2 separate regions of the Mus musculus genome follow, and region 2 is linked to region 1. The links are chromatin contacts, called in public Hi-C maps. All regions are on one chromosome and are shown on one strand. The core of a region is the stretch at or near the end of the contact, and the rest is flanking DNA. Distances in the headings are between cores, read along the strand shown. Region 1 holds the start of Lrch2 (leucine-rich repeats and calponin homology (CH) domain containing 2). Region 2 holds the start of Tmem29 (transmembrane protein 29).

Region 1 (6,552 bases), core at 2,452-4,951:
GAATTTCCTCAGAAAATAAAACAAAAGAACCCCGACCATATAACCCAGCTAGACTCCTCAAAGGACTCCATACCAGGTAGAGTTGCACATCGATATTTATCGCTCCTGTATTTACAATAACAATGAAATGGAATGAACACGGGCATCCACTTACAAATGTGTAGATAATGAAAATGTACTACACATACAAACTAGAATGTTATTCAGATATTCATAAAAGTGAAATTAAGAGGCAAGTGGGTGGGTTTAGAAAGTATAATATTAAGCAAAGATAACTCAAAGTAAGAAAGAGAAAAATCTGCCTATTCTCCTTCATATATGCATCATAGCTTATAATAAAGCAGAGTTATTTTGAAAAGTACTATCAGATGGTTGCTTATGCCTGTAATTAGGTGAGACTGAGTCAGGCAAATTATCTCAAGTTCAAGGCCAATTTGGGATACAAAGTAAATTCAATACTAGCTGGAAATACAGAGACTCTGTCTCAAAAGGGTGGGTAAGGGGAGCTGGGGAAATGACAATGGGTAAAGTCCTGTCAACAGAATGACAGCTGGAGTACAAATCCCCAGAACCCACGTAAAGGACAGGCACAGTAACTCAGGTATTTGCAATCCCAGCACTCCTTTAGGAAGATAAGAAGAAAGGCAGCAGAAGCCCTAGAAGATCATGGGTCAGCTAGCCAAGAATACTCAGAGTCCAGAAGACTCCTATCTTTAGGTAGAAGGTAAGAACGGATATGCAAGATACTCCTTTGATGACCACACATTGCCCATAGCACCCATGTGCCTTCATCCATAAGGGAATGTTTACACACAGGAGTATCACACACAAAGGAGGAAGCAGGAAGAGAATGAAAAGGTAAAGGAGGAAAACACACAAATGAAAACACCTTACTCAGCCTCAGCCGGTGTTAGTCAGGTAAGCATGAGTATCTAAATTTAATCCCCAGCATCTACATACAAAAGAAAAAAAGCTTGGCACATTTTTTTTTTTAAATCCCAGAGCTGGAGAAAGGAAGAGAAATGGGTCCTCAGTGTTCTCAAACCACCCAGCCTAGTCTCCTTGACAACTTCAGAGCAGTGAGAGCACCTCTCAAAGAAAATCAAACGCACTGCACCTGAGGCTGACCCCTGGCCTACACATTTTCATACACACCCTAGCACAGGTTTGCACGGGCACAAGCACAAGTACACACACCAAAAGGTATACCATGTAGACCCTAGTAAAGATTAAGATGGATACAGAATGCTTCAATAGCATGTGCAAAATCCTGAGTCTTCAGCACCAGTACCAACAAAAAGATATGGGGAGTTAACAGCTTACCAAGAACAAATATGGTTCTGGGTTGTGTTGAGGTTTGCCTCAGAAAACCAACCAAAGGCTTAAAAGCAAATGGTTATAACTGAATAAAATGATGTTCATGTTTGTGAGAAACGTCACTATACAAAGAGGAGGAGGAGGGGGCTAGGAGGAGGAGGAGGAGAAGTAGGAGGGGGAGGAGGAGGAAGCAATATAGAATGGTAACACTAAATGAGTATATACCTTTAAAGGGGCTCCCCATATCCTCAGGGAGAACAAGGCACAAGCATAAAGGGAAAATAAAGTCAGAAATGTCAAACAAGTAGTAAAGACAATAAGTGCCGAGGAATTCAAAGAAACAGAAGACTGCTATGGATTATGGAGCCAGCTTCTTAGAAAACCTCCTGCATACTGAGAACCTTCATGAATATGAGGCAAAATTACACAAACACATTTGAAGGGCAGCAAGCTGACCTAGTTGGAACAGAAGGCAGAAACATTTGTGGAGATAAGGTTGCAATAATTAACCTGGGGCCAGACAGTGACAGCTAAGATGCTTAAACTTTGTCCCACAGGTAGAATGAAGGAACCTTTATGGGTTAAAAAAAGAAAAGAAAAAAACAGTAAGAAAAACAATTCCTATAAGAATGCATCATGGAGCCATTTTTCTTGAAGCTTTTGTAAAAACACACCAAGGAGCATATATTGTCAGTACCTCACCATGAGTATGTGAATAGAGTTGTTTGGACAATCTGTTCTTGGTAAAGGTGTAAACATTCAAATGTGCTTTCCAAAATACAAAATCAGGTCTTGATTATGCATTCCTGAGGCTAACGCCTAAGAGGATTATTGACTAGGAAGCTTCATTTGAGGTTTTCTTCCTCTTCCATCCTCTGCCAGTGCATGCATCTTGATTTGATGTCTAGAAACTGAATGCACTCAATTTGTCTGGTTTGTAAATAAGGTTGTTTACTATTTCCTACTACGCATGAATTTACTTACTATGTTGCTTCAAAATCACTACATCACTTCTAATATTTTGGTGCATAATTCATTTCAGCAGAGTATATGGGGTACATAAATAAAGAATTAAAGATCATGAGAAGGAAAAAAAAACTTTCAGCAAACCTAAACAAAGCTAAAAATAAGCTGCACAGCTTTAGAAGGAGAGCGAATTCGTAACAACAGCAAAAATACCAGCCACAACAAAGACGAACACAGAGTATAGGATAATCCATTAACCATCAACTCCATAAGAAATGGAATATTTTTCTCAAAAATGCTCATTTCTTTTGATTTCTGCTATAAAAATTAAAACTAACATCATTCAAATCTGGACTGCCTTTCACCCAATAACCAAACCCTTAAGTGATTGATGATTTAATTTGCTACTACAACAAATACTAATCTAGCCACCATCACCTCTCAACGCCAGGAAAATGAATAAATAAAATAAGATAAAATAGAAAACACTCTATAAGGCATACATGAGGGGAAAGAAGCCAAAAATACCCTAAGATGATTAAACAAATCCACCATAAGACCACAAACAGCAAACCTGACTCTAAAAAGGACTATGCCATTCGTGCAGGCATGGATGCCTTCAAGGAATAAGTAGAGATTATGATATTCTGCATTGTCTGTTCTCAACTCCCCCTCACTGCCTCCCACCTACTCACAGTTGAGGTAGGGAAAGATAAGACCAAGAGTTGCAAGAAGTGCATTAAGGAAGGTGTCAATAAGTCCCTTCTGCCTGTATGCACGCAACTCTCTAACAATAATGCCCCTAACATCGCAGCCAGCTCTCCATCATCCCTGGGCTACTGGCGCCCCTCTTTCCCGCTGCCTGCATTGCCCCTTTGCAGTCACAGGAGGCTGCTAGGATTCCGGGACTCCCGCCGCCTCTGCGCGCCGGGCCAGCAGACTCCAAGGCAGCCACGCAGCCACCCACTCCCCATCCTCCTTCCAGGCCCCGCTTCCCCTCCCCCCAGCCTGTCACCTGCTTGGGTGGTGTCCGTCAGGTCGTAACCGCTGCCCGGGAACTCTCTGAGTTTCCTGCCACTGAGGCTCAGGATGCCAGAGTTCCCCGCCTCCTCCAGGGCCCGGTCCAGGCTCCTCACCGTGTGCTGCGGCTGCAAGCTCCCCGGGTGCCACTGCGGCCCATTGGGGAACGGCTGACCGAAAAGAGTCGGTACCGGGATGGGCACCGCCACGGTCCCGCCACAGCCGCCACCTCCTCCCGCCCCGGCCCCCCCACCTCCTCCTCCACCACCACCACCTCCTCCTCCAGCCGCGCCACCGCCACCGCCACTTCCACCTCCACTGCAGCCGCCGCCCCCACTGTTCCCACCGCCTCCCTGACTCGCCGCCATGTTCCTGGGAGAGAGAATAGCCCCCGACAATACTCGGAGCCTGGGCCGCGAGTGGAGGGGGTTCTTAGGACGCATGCGCAGGCTGAGGGTGGGAGGGGGGGCGAGGGAGATGGTAGGAAGGAACCCCGGGCCAGTGGCTATGAGGTGTCGCGCACACAGAGGACGCTGGAACGTGCTCAACGTTTGTTAAAAAAAAAAAAAAAAAACAACCGAGGATCCGAGGAAGGATGCTAAATCCAGGGTCCGCTGCTTTGGGTACCAAAGTCTTAAGAGGTACCAGGTTAACTGGAAGTCTCTTGAGCTCTGCGCCTCCTCCCCCTGCTCCCAAGTCTCTCAGAGTGCTTTGCCTTTTCCTTCTGCAAAACAAAAACAAAACACAAAATGTGAGGTGGGGAATAAAAGGACTTCTTTCAAAATGTATAGAAACAGCTCTTGGGAGGATTAGGAGGCAACTGACCTGAGATACTTCCTACAAATACCTCAAGAATCATCTTTCAGTGCAAATATACTAAAAGAAGGGTTGGAGAGGAAAATGAGAACCGTATTGAGAATAAGGCATAACTTGCATTCTGCTAGCCTTTAGAAGCCCAAAGTAGGAAAAGACCTTAAATGTTTTCAAGGAAGGCTCTCCTTGCAGTGAGTCTCAGCCAAACTGCTGCCTTCCAAACTTGGAAAGAGAGGTCTCCACATTCTGTTCTATGACTCTTTGAAGTTGTTCCAAGAACTCCAAAATATCTCCAGTTTCGTCTCATCACGTCAGCATTGGATGATAAAAGCGCTTTGATCATCAAACAACCTTGGAAAGAATTTTTGAAATACAGGTTTTAGTTTAAATGGCATTCTGACGATTTGATGCTGGGATTTGAAGCCAATCCATCTTGGGATTTAGGAGTTCCTTCTTACAACTTAAAGAGACGTTTTAATGTAGAGGCCAAAGAAAGTTGAAAGTCGATTATAAGACATTGTGGTGCCTCCATAATCTGACCACAATCTTTGTAGGCAGATAGGTAGTGAGCTCTTTCAGCTGCTGCTCAGATTTCCACTACCTACTTCTCTCCCAATGAGCCTCCAGCTCCCTTCCCTAATACTCAATGAGATTATTGGGGAAAACAATTAGAATGCTCTGGCATGTCCCTTTATCATTAATTCCAATAACTTGTGCACATGATTCACATCTTTGTAAATTTGAACAACATACCACAGTCTTAGAGAAGACTGCATGCACCAAGGAAATTGATCTGCCATAGGCTATATACTTTGAAAAACAATATAGGGAAGAAAAGCAATTTGGCTGAGTGACTTTGTGGCCATAGAGGGTTACTTTAAATGAATATGATAAGAAAAAATTGCATGGCCCAGCAGTGGTGGCACACGCCTTTAATCCCAGCACTTGGGAGGCAGAGGCAGGTGGATTTCTGAATTTGAGGCCAGCCTGGTCTACAGAGTGAGTTCCAGGTCAGCCAGGGTAACACAGAGAAACCCTGTCTCGAAAAACCAAAGAGAGAGAGAGAGAGAGAGAGAGAGAGAGAGAGAGAGAGAGAGAGAGAGAGAGAGAATATTGCACTCACATTGGACATGAATCACAGAAAGAATAGGACTTAAACTGAACTTTATACCAGTGATTAGCAATTGAAAATGATTTATTAAATACACTGGTAGGAGGTGGGGATTTAGATCAGTATAGAACTTTTGCTAGGTCCTGGATTTACCCACCAGTACCACACTGGATTTACCCACCAGTACTGCACCAAAAAAAAAAAATAATAATAATAATAATAATAATCCCCAAACAACATGCCCATTTAAAAAATTGGGTTGTATCTTGTCACTACCCAGACTGCCATCCAGGACTCAGTAAGCCTGTATTCTCCCAAATAAGGAACTAAGTCCCACTCCTATCACAAAGAGATATTGTAACTTATACTTCCTATCCCTTATTTTTCAAACCAAACAATGTACTGAGACATTCCATAATTAAGAAGGATGAAGAATGACGCTAAATTCATTAGTAAGAAAAAAATAAGGAAAGGAAATAGTTTAAGAATTACCCAGGGGCTGGTTCAGTGGTAAAGTGCTTCCCTAGAATATGGGAGACCCCAGGTTTCATTCCTAACACTGCAAAATAAATACATAACTGATGCTTACAAAAAAGATTTGAATTTATTTTAAAAACAATGTTTATGCTCCAGGATAAAGACAGCCTGGGGATAAAAAAAAATCTTAAGTGTAAAGGAAAATATGCAAACAAATTTAAGACGGAAAATTATCTCCCAAAGAATTAAAAGACAGACTAAGTAAGAAACATTTGAAACATACAATGTGCTCTGCATACATATACACCAACGCCTGTAAAGTTTTTTGACAAGACCACCAAGTTCAAAGGGAGGTTAGATTTAGAAAGAGGTTATGAAGTTCAGAAAACTATTCCAATCCCTTAACTTCCTGTGTAATACTTGGGGAAAAAAAAAAGAAATCTCTATGCTTCAGTGTCCCTATATAACCTTAGATGATAATAGTACTCAATAATGAGAATTAAATAGCATTTGCTACAGTTGTGAAATATTGATATACTAACCATTTCCATCTTAATTGGAGTAGTTGTAGTTACCCACAAGAAGTTTCCAAGGCCCCAGCCTGTTAATACTCCCTCATATAAGGAAGGGATAAGAAGGGTCATCAGAATCTCACCTGAGGTTCCTACTGCTCTTTCTTGTGTCCCAGTCCTAGTTATATGAATTCTCCCCCAAACTGTACGTGGTCTCGGGGAGGGGCTAGCCAACTATGTAAAGAAGATTGAAGGTTAATTGAAGGAGGGAACATCATATGCATAGCTGTGGGGGAAGTATCAACTATGCTGTGGTGAAATATTTAGTGAAGTGGC
Region 2 (6,693 bases), core at 2,425-4,924, 2.9 Mb after region 1:
GGGCTCTCAGAGTCTGAACCACCAACCAAAGAGCATGCACAGGCTGGACCTAGGCCTCCCTCACATATGAAGCAGATGTGCAGCTTGGCCTTCATGTGGGTCCTGAACAACTGGAGCTGGGGCTATCCCAAAAGCTGTTGCCTGTGCATAGAATATGTCTTCTAGCTGGGCTGCCTCTGGGAGAAGATGTGCCTAACCTTGCAGAGCTTGAAGTGCCAGGGTGAGGTGATAACAAGGAGAGCCCCACCCCCTAAGAGAAGAAGTGGGAGGAATGGGGAAGGATTTAAAGGTGGGCATTCCTATGAAGATACTGTGGATTCTCTTTTTTTTTTTCTTTTTCTTTTCTTTCTGTTTCTTTGGATCTTCAAGGCATTTTAGTGGGGAGTTTAAGCAGGGTTAGTAGAAACTCAAAAGAAGAGTAACGATAAAATAAGCAACAGGGAGCTGGAGAGGTGGCTCAGCAGTTAAAAACACTAGCTGCTCTTCCAGAGGACCCAGGTTCAATTCCCTACACAGGGCAGTTCACAGCTGTCTGTAACTCTGAGATCTGACACCCTCATACAGACACGCATGCAGGCAAGACACCAATGCACATTAAAATATAAATGAATAAATAAATAAATAAATAAATAACAGGAGGGGTGGAGTCAATCAGAGGGATCCCTTCAGCTTTCTACACAAGACTAAGTCCCTAAAACAGGGGGTGAGTGCTGAGGGTAGAGCTCAGCAGCTGGGCACTCACCTTGCACAATCAAAGCAGAAAATTTTATCCCAGCACTGGGGCAAAAGATCAATAAATCTGGTTATAGAAAAAGATAATTATACATCTGAAAATGATAAATATAACTGCAAAGTTTTAAAAAAAAAGTCAAAGTCTTGCAATGCAATGCTCACTTCAGCAGCATATATTTTAAAAGTGGAACAATCCACAGATGTATGGATGGCCTCTGTGTGTAAGGACAATACCCAAAGCTGTGAAACAAATTAAGTCAACTTTACCTACTGCGGTGAAAAAACTGTCTGCCTTGTTAATAAATTGTTATAATTCACTTTCAAAAAAAGAAGAATTTGCAATGCAGATGATGGATGGTAGCTCATTTCTATACCTGCAACTATTAAAATTATAATCTAACTACCTTTACAAACCTAGGAGCAGGGTGGTACTGGTACATGCCTCAGCACTCAGGAGGCAGAGGCAGGCAGACCTCTGAGTTCAAGGACAGCCTGGGCCACCTAGAGAAACCTTGCCTGGAAAAACAAACAAGCAAACAAACAAATCAAAAACATTAGGCCTGGACTCTGTAGGTCAGATATAGAGCATTTGACTAGCATATACATGGTCAATACTCAGTACCAAAATAATAACAATAACAATATATTTATATTTAATAATTAAATAATATTAAGTCAAATTTTATTAGTTACATATAAGCATAAATATTATTTAATACTTTAACATTAAAGCAATTTATTAAATTAATATTTAATGTAATTATATATGGCAATAAGTGTTGTTTATATTAAATATTAGCTTCTAATATTTATAATAATTTGATATTTTAAATCATAGGAAAGGCATGGTAAACAAGAATCCTCATAGAAAGAATACTCTTTCAAGAGTGAATGAACTGTTTGGCCTTTGGACCTAACAAATCTACTTCTAAAATTGCATTGTGAATAAATGGCGATGTTGAAACAGTAAGTCTGTACAATAAAAATTTTTTTCACTTTATAGAGAAATTATCTTTAAAAATGTACACTGATATGCTTTCCTTCTTTATATTCCCCTGACATTACACCTGTAATCCCAGCACTTGAGGGATATGGAACCAGAAACTCTGGTCATCCTTAGCTAGACTAAATTGCCACTTCAAAACTACTCTGGGATAATGGAAACCTGCTCAAAAAAAAAAAAAAAAAAAAAAAAAAAAAAAGTAAAAAGTAAGCAAGCATCCACCCCCCCGCCATTACTAGGACACAAGCTGTTGGCCTATGTGGGCCACCACCCCCTAAAGCAGGTTCTTCTTCCACTCTCCTTTACAAAAATGGTAGTACACAGGTACTGAGACAATAACCACGGGTATCAAGATGAGCAACCAGACTACCAAAAATTTGCCAACATCCCTAGTCCATCACTGTCTAATCACACACTTGCTTTGTAAAATGCTTTCCTTCATCTAGTAGAAGTTTGGCCTAAAATGAAACAATATCTCCAGATCTCCTGATTTTTTTTCTTTTCTCTTCTTTTCTTTTTATTATTTTCAAAATGAGAAAAGTAAGTCTTCAGTTTTAGTGCATGCATCAGAATGTCAATACTTAGTTATACTCTCCCCTCGAGAAAGCAGTAAGATAGATACAGATAAACATCTTTCAAAAGAAAGTCAATGGACAGAGTTTCATTAAACAGTCCCAGCTGGCCTTCAACTCACTCAGCCTTCAACAGCACAGGCAGGCCTTGAACTGCAACCCTTCCCACCCATCTTCCCAGTAGCTAGATTACAGGCCTGTACCACCAGGCCTGATCTGACCCAGTAATGTTGTATGGATAAAGAATTGTACCCTGAAGAAATCAGGCACTTGGTCATTTGTTCAACAAATACCACCAATGTTGAGAACACATAGCAGTTCTGATGCTGAGCAGAAAGTATAATGGTGAGCAAGGAGGAAAAAGCAAGTATGATCCTCTCCTTAGGCATCATCCTTTATGATACCTGACATTGGCATAAGGAGGAAAATCAGTTATTAGATGATGTCGTCACATTTGGAAAAAAAGTTCAAGTCTTTTTCTCATTTTAAGATTCATTTTTATCACCTTGTAATCATGCACGTGTCTGTGCATGTGGGTGTAGGCCAGAGGCATCTGACTGTCTAGAGCCAAGGTGTGTCCTAGGAAGGGTCCTCTGTAGGAGCAGTACTAGCTCTTAACTGCTTCGCCATCTCTCCAGTTCCTAGGGTCTTTTTTCTAATCATTACCTGTCAGGGGGGGTTCAGTGGGATTTCACTTTTCTTAAATTGTTAAAGCAATAACACAAATACTCATTTCTGTATGCTTAAATTATACCCATGGGAATGGGGAAGAAAAAAATAATCCCTAAATCAAGTATTGTAAACTGCATTGAGTCTGGATGATTGCAATGTGGATAAGAATTGTTTTCATTAGTACCCCTGCAAACGGTTAAATAAAAGAACGAGGATGTTTATAAAGATCCTCTAATGTTAATCCTAAAGACAAGTTAAAGAATGACTTTTAGAAAAGCCAAAACACAAGTAGCTGCCCAACAGAATTTAAACCGCCTACTATAAGAGCAAAGGGCTTTATCCACAGGCAAGCAAAAAAAAAAAAAAAAAGCAAAAGAGAACCAGATTGAGGAAGCATAATTTAGAAAGACTACTTTTTTTTTAAGCACAAAGGGCGGGGTGGAGTGGGCAGGACTCCGATACCGCGGTTAACATTGCCATCTAGCGGCCACAGAAATTGAAACTCACCCTCACGGAACAAAATTATTTTCCTGCCGCTTTTCAGTCAACTGTTGTAGAAATGAAGACTCCGGAAGGTAAGCGGAATGGAGAAAACCGCCAAAATCACTCGTACTTGCCTAAGAGAGTACGGCGATCCGAATCCGCGATGAAAGCCCGAACGCCCATCCTCACCCTAGCGAAAATCAGCCGAAGTCCCGCCTTCTCACCGGAAGGAAGCTGTAATCTGCGGTCTAGGATTGGCTGATTTTCGCGTTGGCGCAGTGGTACGAGTGAGGTCGCTGCCAGCTTCCCTAAGCATTACCGGTAAGTAACTTCCAAAGCTCCTGTTCTAGGCCAAAGAACAGAGCTTGTGACTTGCAGCCACACAGCCCTGGTCTCCTTATGTTCTAGCCATTCGAGCCTTGAGCCAGATCGCCTCCCGTTCAGCCCTTACCTCTCTGATCATGAAACCTTTTTGGATGATTTTACCTGTACCCTAAAACACCGGCGGGGGGGGGGATCACATCCTTTACCAAAAGAAGGTATACTTTGAACACAAATGATCTACATTGCTTTCCTTTTTTTGTTTTTTGTTTTTTCGAGACAGGGTTTCTCTGTATAGTCCTGGCTGTCCTGGAACTCACTTTGTAGACCAGGCTGGCCTCGAACTCAGAAATCCGCCTGTCTCTAGCTCCCAAGTGCTGGGATTAAAGGCATGCGCCACCACTGCCCAGCTCTTTCTTTCTTTTTTGTTTGTATGTTTGCTTGTGTTTGAGCCACAGTGTCCTGTAGTCGAAGCTGGTCCGGAACTTGGCATTTCACCAAGGCCAGATTTGAACTAATCCTCATGGCTCCACCTCCAGAATGCTGAGATTATAGGCAGTGCAGCACCAAGTTTGGGAATGGGAATCAATTCTTACTGACAGTTACTTTAGCATCAGGAATGCTTTGGATGTGTAGTTTACTGGTGTTTTTCTTATGGGATTTTATTAAGAAGCCAACCTTGAGGTCAGGGCTCTAGAGAACTTTTCTTCCAGCTATTTCAGCCTTTGTTGTTTTCCTGGAATTAAGTCTCTGTGTTCTCTGGTCAGGCCCCTTTCTTAACTATATTGAAGAGAAGCCAAATAGAGCATCCAGGCAGCAAAGATCCCTGTGTCCAGCCTAGCAACTCCTTGGTGCATTGCACTTTTTTTTCCTCTCCAAAGTTTCTTTTATTTAAACAAAGAGTTTTGCGATGAAAATCCCTGAAAAGACGCTGTGTGTGGTTGTGTTTATGTCTGCAGAAAATGATAGGCCCACTGGAATTTCAGAATTATAGAGAGATTAGAATTGTGCAGGTTCAGAGGCTAAGTGCTTTATCTTGAGCTAGGTTTAGCCTTCCTGGCCCCACTCAGTATCTGAACACTAACACCTGGTGATAATAGAAAAAAATCTTTTGGAAGGTGGTAACTTTAGAACTAACATCTTGCAATAATAAATAAAAAGCTCATTGGCACTATTAACTTAAAGCTAACATTCTGTGATAATAAATAGAAACCTCTTAGAAGCTATTTGCTTAGGACTAATATCTTATGATAATAAATAAAAGTCCCTTAGAAGCTATTAATTTAGTAAAGCATTAGCTCTGCCAATCCCAGAGCTAAGACTGTCATCAGATAACATCTTAGGCCTATAGAATAGCTCTTCCATCTTGTTCATACCTCTCTGGTTTACCCATCAATGTATTTTAAACTTGACTTGATTCATGACTTCCTTTGTCCTATAAAACTATTTGTAAAAAATAAAACTATAAAACTCCTTCCATGATGGAACTTGGCATTGGGGTAAACTAATTCTGTATTCCTGGGCCAAGGTCCCACAAAATGGATCCCGAAGAAAGTATCTCTTATTCCCTGGAAGAAGGGAGTTGTGGTTTTCACAACAACTGCATGAAATCCACTCATCTCCATGATATCTAGCCTTTCCTCTACTTGTGCCCTAGACAGAACAGTAAAATGAGAGTCAAAGGAAGTCAGGAAGTAAGTGAACTTGGCTTTCCTTAAGAGTATCATGCACCTGAAAGTAATGTTTCTAAGGCAGGTCTACAACGTTGTAAAATACTAAAGAAACCTTCAAGAGATTATTGTTAACCGGGAGATAGTGGCGTATACCTTTAATCCCAGCACTACAAAGCCAGGCAGACCTTTGTGAGTTTGGGGCCAGTCTGGTCTACAGAGCAAGTTCCAGGACAGCCAAGGCTACACAAAGAAAAACCCTGTCTGGAGAAAGATTTAAAAATAAATAAATAAATAAATAAATAAATAAATAAATAACTTTTTAAAGGGAGATTATTTGTAAATAGAAATTTCATCCTTTTAAAACTAATATATTAGCCAAACATAGTGGTGTACACCTTTAATCCTAGCACCTGAGAAGCAGAGGCAAGTAGATCCCAATGAATTAGGGGCCAGCCTGATCTAAACCTTGTCTCAAAATAAAATAAATAAATAAATAAAATAAAAAGCTAATTTATTGCTGCCACCTTATTGCATAGAACCATATAGAGGCATCTGGACTGCACACAGAGGCACTGAAAGCCAACCTCTATAGATGTTTGAGGCTTTGTATTTCAGGTGCATGTATTTTTAATGACATTACCATTGTTGACTTTACCAAATAGTATATCAGGCTTTTTTCTATAAATAATTCCTACTGGTATCTTAGATTGTATTACTTGGTTACAACATTAGAAGCTAGAGGGGAACTCCTAACTCACCTGAAAAGTAGAATTCCAGAGTCTGTGTCCTTTTCTATTTAAAAAAAAAAATGTGGCTAAGACTGACTATGTGTTTTTAAGAATCAAAGCTGGGGCTGGCGAGATGGCTCAGTGGTTAAGAGTGCTGACTGCTCTTCTGAAGGTCCTGAGTTCAAATCTCAGCAACCACATGGTGGCTCACAACCACCCATAATGAGATCTGCCACCCTCTTCTGGTGTGTCTGAGGTCAGGTACAGTGTACTTACATATAATAAATAAATCAATAAATCTTAAAAAAAAAAAAAAGAATCAAAGCTGACAAGCTTCAGAATGAATGGGACACCAGAGCACATGGCCAGAAGTAGGAGGCATCTCCTTGCCTGTCAGTGGTTTACAAAAGGGGATGTCTGCTCAGCCCTTTCCTAAAATCTTAAGAGCTTAAGAGTTGAGATTTGTTTAGACCCATCCAAGCCAGGGCACCATAGTGTCAAAGGCAAAA

Evidence for each region. Hi-C and Micro-C count contacts between places; a contact is called where the count stands out from the background.
Region 2: a Hi-C map of uterus shows a contact between it and region 1, with 7 times the contacts expected there. The contact joins the promoter of Tmem29 here to the promoter of Lrch2 in region 1. A contact is called at or near these places in 6 of 39 promoter capture datasets (the 3T3-L1 cell line, cranial neural crest, frontonasal cranial neural crest and 3 more) and 1 of 484 Hi-C or Micro-C datasets (uterus).

The regions. Positions count from the first base shown.
Region 1 is chrX:147,550,380-147,556,931 of GRCm38.p6, forward strand. Lrch2 (leucine-rich repeats and calponin homology (CH) domain containing 2) reads right to left here and starts at 3,702. Exons shown (of 21, transcript NM_001081173.2): 1 at 3,299-3,702. The coding sequence starts at 3,671.
Region 2 is chrX:150,455,476-150,462,168 of GRCm38.p6, forward strand. It overlaps Tmem29 (transmembrane protein 29), which reads right to left and starts at 3,675. Exons shown (of 3, transcript NM_001359039.1): 1 at 3,597-3,675. It also overlaps a transcript of Apex2 not described here.